2 separate regions of the Gossypium hirsutum genome follow, and region 2 is linked to region 1. Evidence: chromatin contacts called from public Hi-C data. All regions are on one chromosome and are shown on one strand. Each heading gives the region's core, a stretch centred on a gene start, on an enhancer-like site or on the middle of the called end of the contact. The rest is flanking DNA. Distances are from core to core; before and after follow the strand shown. Region 1 holds the start of LOC107962265 (protein CHUP1, chloroplastic). Region 2 holds the start of LOC107948572.

Region 1 (3,038 bases), core at 299-2,798:
ACTAACAACATGAGATTAAAAGTTACACTATATTTTTTATTTTTTTACTTAGAGTTTAAATTTTTTTACAAAAAGAAAATATTTGTTACATTATAAATAAAAATTTTAATCTCTATAAGTAAAAAAATTATAAAATATAAAATGAGTATGGTAAAATATTAAAAAATAAATATTTAAAAAATTACTAGTTGAGTGGTCATTTTGTAAGTTTTTATAATTCGATAGCTAAAAAATCATAGTTAAGTGACTACTAATGTAATTTAATCTAGATATAAGAAAATGAAAAATAATTATTATATTTTATGTCTATTATATATTTCTATAAAAAAACTTATTTAACATAATTATATACCATATTTAAATAGATTATCTATCTAGTCAAAATACATCTAAAATAAATTTATCAGCATTCATTAGGTGATGAAAATTAAATTAAAATTAGAATTAAAAAATCAATTAGTATAGTAAAATATTAAAAATAAGTAAATATTTAAAAAAGATATATCAATTTTTTAAAATTACAAAAAAATACTATTTTAGTGCCAAATACTCACCATTTATTTATTAATCAAACATTCATAATATAAAATAAAATTAAAATTAAAAATTAAAAGTATAACTTCTAAATTTAAATAATAGAAAATTATTTTAAAAATTAGAATTGCATTGATATTAACTTCAAACATTTAAAGTTGTATAGAAGATTATTGCATGTACAAGTTTATATGTGCAATTTGTTCTCTTTTTTTAATAGTTCTTTTGTATATGTTAACAATTCTAAAATGCAACAAAATTAAATATCTCAAAAGATAATTTTATAATATGAGAAAATATTAACAAAATATAAAAAATAGAAATTGTTTTGTAAAAAAATTATAAAATATAGTGTAGCATTTAGTCTCATGTTATTAGTTAAAAGAGGAAGAAATCCCACATTGTTTAATAACAAGCTGTAAACCTATTCATGAGTCTATATATACAAATATATCATATCCCACATTGCTTAAGAAAACAAGGGAAATGAGACTTTGAGTCTATATAAAGATTTGCTCTATAAATTTTATTTTCATATTAGTTGGTAACACCTTAAAAAAAATGTTGCTATCACTTTGAGTCTTTTTTAAGGTTTATTCTTGTAAATTTTTAAAAAAATTGGTCTATTTTTATAATATTTAAAAAAATTACCTTTGTTAAAAATTTAAACATGGACTAAAACACGTTCTTGGGGGAGTGTATTTGTCACATCAATAAAATGCGTCTATGAGGGTGCAATTTATGCTGATATGGCAAAAATGCTTCCCCAAGGATGCATTTTGCTGGCATATCCTCTACAATCGCGTTGATGTGGACGCGCTTTTAAGGAATTTGGACATTTTCAGTAAATAATCAAAAAATTGACTCATTTTCGTAAATAATTTTGGAAATAAGTTTTTTTTAATAAATTAGCCTATTAAATATAAAATAATAATTAAACAAAAAATATAAAAATATTAGAATAATAGTTTTCATTTAGAAAATGAATGATGTTTTTTTTCCTTTTTCAAATGGAACCAAGAAAAGAAGACCGTTCCTCCATATTCGTACATTTTTAATTTTTTCCTTTTCTTTTTCTTGTTCTTTAATTTAGAGTAGTTTCCCTCTCTTATACTCTCAACTCTCGTCTACACCGATTTAACGTTCCTTTTTTCCCCCTGTTTTCAATTACTCAAATTTCCACAAATTCCCAGACTTCACTGTCTGAAAAACCAAGCTGACAAGGACATTTGTTGGGTGTCCTTCACTTTCTTACAGATCACAATTTAGAAAAATCAATCCTACCCTAAACCATAGAAAACGAGTAAGAGAAAGCAAAAACACACCTTATCAATGGTGGCTGGTAAGGTAAGATTGGCAATGGGGTTTCAAAAATCATCTGCGAACTCAAAGCATGATACTCCATCAAAACCGCCATCGCCATCCCCAAGCTCAGGGAACAAGAACACTACTTCAGCAAAAGCTGTTTTCTCACGTTCATTTGGTGTTTATTTCCCTCGATCCTCAGCTCAAGTCCAGCCTCGTCCACCAGATGTCACTGAGCTTCTCCGATTGGTGGAAGAGTTGAGGGAACGAGAGTCCAGGCTCAGAACAGAGCTTCTAGAGCACAAGCTTTTAAAAGAATCAGTGGCCATTGTCCCCGTGCTGGAAAATGAGATCGTCGTTAAAAATGCAGAGTTGGGACGAGCTTTGGAAGAGATTGAGGGCTTGAGAAACAAAAACGCGATGTTGAAAACAGAAGTAGAGGAGATGAAGGGAAAGATTGAAGAAGAAAAGGAGGAGAAGGAGAAGAAAGTGAGAGAAATGGAAGAAGAGATAGCGGAGCTGAAGGAAACGGTGTCGTCTTCCTCTTCTGATCGTAATAGTAAGGCGGATATTACGGCGGAAACCGACGAATTGATTTCCTCTTCGCAGCAGTTTCAAGGGTTTGTGGAAGTTAGTGTGAAGTCCAATTTGATAAAGAATTTTAAGAGAAATAATAATAATAATAAATGTACGAACGCCATTGTTTTTAGTGCTTTCAGTAATGAGAAAGTTGAGAGCTCGGAGTTCAAAAGAGAGGAAATCGAAAATGAGAGACCCAGACACTCGAGGAGTAAGTCGGAGGAAATCGTTGAGTCTACTAGTGTTAACATCAGATCTCGTGTTCCTAGAGTTCCAAAACCACCGCCGAGACCTTCGTCGTCGTCCTCATCTTCATCCACGTCATCCAATAGCTCCTCTGATTCCACAGAGAAACAAATTTCTCCACCACCACCACCTCCGCCGCCTCCTCAGGCAGCAGTGAAGCAAGTTTCACCTCCTCCACCACCGCCTCCGCCTATAAAAGCTATTGCGCCGCCACCACCACCGCCGCCTCAGAAGGGGATGAGGACAATTGCAGCAAAAGTGAAGAGAGTTCCGGAGGTTGTGGAGTTTTATCACTCGCTTATGCGCAGGGAATCAAAAAGAGAGGCGGGTGGCTGTAGCGTGCCGGAGGTTTTACCGGCAACCGCGAATTCAAG
Region 2 (2,958 bases), core at 362-2,861, 320 kb before region 1:
ATGCATGTAACTATAAGTTCTTTCTAGCAACAGAAACTGAGAATAGTTGATTCACCACACATGCCAAAAAGGAATGAAAAGTTAAATAGCAAAAATATAGAACCTCATATAGCTGCACGCTCTTAGACTCACTAAAGGCGTCATAGAAAGGCTTGCCCCAAGAATTGACCATAGCCTAACAAGTCAGGAAAAGGAGTTAAAATGCATCATCAACAACAATAACCAGAAACAAGAGAAAAGAAAAGTTAGCAACCAACAACATCTTTTGTTTCTCATGTTTTTGTTGTTTTCATGATTGCAATTTAGTGTTAACCCCTCTATTGCCATGGAGTCACTGATATGCCTCTTATCACAATTTTAAAGCAATGCACTATCTATTCAACATTCTCTTATCATGATAAAAATGGAAGATTTACAACATCATTAAGAAATATATAAATTTAATCCAAAACAAACATAGAAAAAAGAAATCATACCTGAGAGTTTGCTCTAAATGATAGATAGACTAAAGATGCTTCAGGGACAGCCAACTTGCTAGTATCAAAAACAATCAGCAGCTTTGATTTTCTACGATCAGAATATATAACATCCACGGCATGAAACTTCCTGGCTGCTATTCCGGGAATTAGAATCTTATTTACCAGTACAATTGGCCAGGAAAAAAAAAACTAACAATTAAAATGTTTACAGAAAGTAACATTAATTTTACTCAGAAATCAGTTGCAATTCAACTAATTTGAACAGATTTGCAAATGATATAGCCTATATGTATATAAAAAGAACAAATCAGTTAATACCTTACCACCATGTTGTTTTAGCTCAGACATATCATCAAAATATCATCTATTCAATTCATCAACACTGCCCTAAATCAAATTAAAATAATTATTTATATTAAATTTAATGGAAAAAAGAGCACGTTAACAAAATTTCAATAAACAAACACAGCTTAAACTTACAGTCTTGCTCGTTCTTTCTCGATTTTTTCCTTGCTTGCAAGTTGCACACACAAGATAAAAAGTTAAAAAGAACTATAACTTAAAAAATCAAATATTTTAAAGTTAAAAAGGGGGAGATGGAGGAATTATCGTGTAAATATCGAAGAAGCGAATGGATGATTTTGAAGCGAAATGTTGAGGAGGTGAAGGAGAAATCTTTGGGTCATGTCTTATGAGGTATTGACAATTTGAAATCGAAGATCATGCCCGATTTATCTCTCAGTTTACCGTCAACATTTTCAGTTTCGATTTAGATTTCAATTCCCCCTCTCAGAACCCTCTTCCTCTTTCCAACAATAGATGGAATTTTATAGATTAAGAAAAAAAAAACGGAAGAGAGGAAAAGAAAAACTCTATTGAGAGAAAGAAAAAGAAAGCAGAAAAAAGAAGGCAGAAAATTCAGGAAAAGAGGAATGTGGAAGGAACAAAGGGAGAAAATGTTTTACCTGACCCTGCGATGAAGGAGTGTCCGTCTGCTTTTTTCAGGTGAGAAAGTGGGAGAGGGGGAGAGGGCAAAGTGGGGAGCGTCTTTGAAAGAGAGCGTTTCCTTAAACATCGAACCAGTAATCGGTGCTGAGGAAACGGAATAGAAATAAGATAATTTCTCTACATAGGCGCGTAATGGAATAAGCCCGTAATAGGGCATTCCATTGAACCAAACAACTGTTTAGGGTGGGCCCACAGAATAGGGTTTTAATGGCTATGCCATTACATTGAACCAAACATGCGGTAAGTTTGTGCATATGTATGAATGTGTGGAACCAGGATCAATCAATGCAGTAATATCAGTATCAAGTAGCGAAAATGTACCAGTAATGACATCTGGTGCAAAGGCATCTTCTCTAGCACGAATAGAATATGTTCTTACAGGTGCTCGTGCATTTGATCTAATTATTGTATCCCTGGTAGTACCTCGACTACCATTAACATTGCCGGGGTGACGGGGTGGTCTGCCCCACAAAACAGGATTACTCAGCTTTGGAGCTAGTTCTATTTGTTTTTCAACTTTTTCTGGACAATCTCTAAGCAAATGGTCAAATGAACCACACCGGTAGCAAGCTTCACTTCTCAAACGACATTTCCCAAAATGAAATTTGTTGCAATGCTTACACTTTGGCTTGTGATTACTGACACCACCCACACTGGTTACAGATGGTGATGAAGACCTCAGGTTAGAGAGTTGAGAGCCTCGCTCTTTTCCAGAATACCCCATAAAACCGAGCCTCTCTTTCAGCTTGTTTCTTTTCTTTACTCAATTCCTTAGCTTTGTGTGCTCGATCGGCTAACACCGCAAATTCCCTTATTTTGAGAATTCCAATCAAAAACTTGATATCTTCATTCAAACCATCTTCAAAGTGTTTATACATTTCAGCCTTGGTTAGAACCCATTCTCTGGCATATTTCCTCAACCGAACAAATTCTCGTTCATACTTAGATACAGTCATGTCTCTCTGCTTGAGGTCTAAAAATTCTTTCTTTTTCTGATCCATAAATCTCTGACTAACCTAATTTTTTTCTAAATTCAGCCTGGAAGAATTCCCATGTTATGTTCTCTTTCGGTACAATTGTAACACCCCAAACTGGCCTGGAAGTTTGGCTCGAATCTGGTATGTCACATTGAAGTGTTTTTCGAAAACCATATTTCCATTAAAAACCCTTCTTAATAATTAAAAACTTATACCCTTTTTAAACCTTGTTAGAAAACCTCAGCTGAATAACATTCTTAACAACTTTGTAAAGATCTTCGCAGTTCCGAAAGCTTAATTTAAAAAAAATTGCAGATACGTGATGTTTTGAACAACAGTAGTTGCTTTGGAAAACCGTGCTCTAATACTAGCAATTATAAGAACAATAAATAAAATTCCAAATTTGAAATCCAGAAAATTATAACGGCTTTACTGCAACCCACATAAAAACATTTAAAAGTAATAATCAAAACTGTAACATAAACAGTGTGTGT

What was found. Hi-C and Micro-C count contacts between places; a contact is called where the count stands out from the background.
Region 2: a contact with region 1 is called in a Hi-C map of leaf, with 2.3 times the contacts expected there. The contact joins the promoter of LOC107948572 here to the promoter of LOC107962265 in region 1. A contact is called at or near these places in 3 of 34 Hi-C or Micro-C datasets (callus and leaf).

Annotation. Positions count from the first base shown.
Region 1 is chrA06:104,546,533-104,549,570 of Gossypium_hirsutum_v2.1, reverse strand. LOC107962265 (protein CHUP1, chloroplastic) reads left to right here and starts at 1,548. Exons shown (of 6, transcript XM_016898583.2): 1 at 1,548-3,038. The coding sequence starts at 1,867.
Region 2 is chrA06:104,868,604-104,871,561 of Gossypium_hirsutum_v2.1, reverse strand. LOC107948572 reads right to left here and starts at 1,611. Exons shown (of 6, transcript XM_016883162.2): 1 at 1,445-1,611; 2 at 960-992; 3 at 798-861; 4 at 477-632; 5 at 104-175. The coding sequence starts at 827.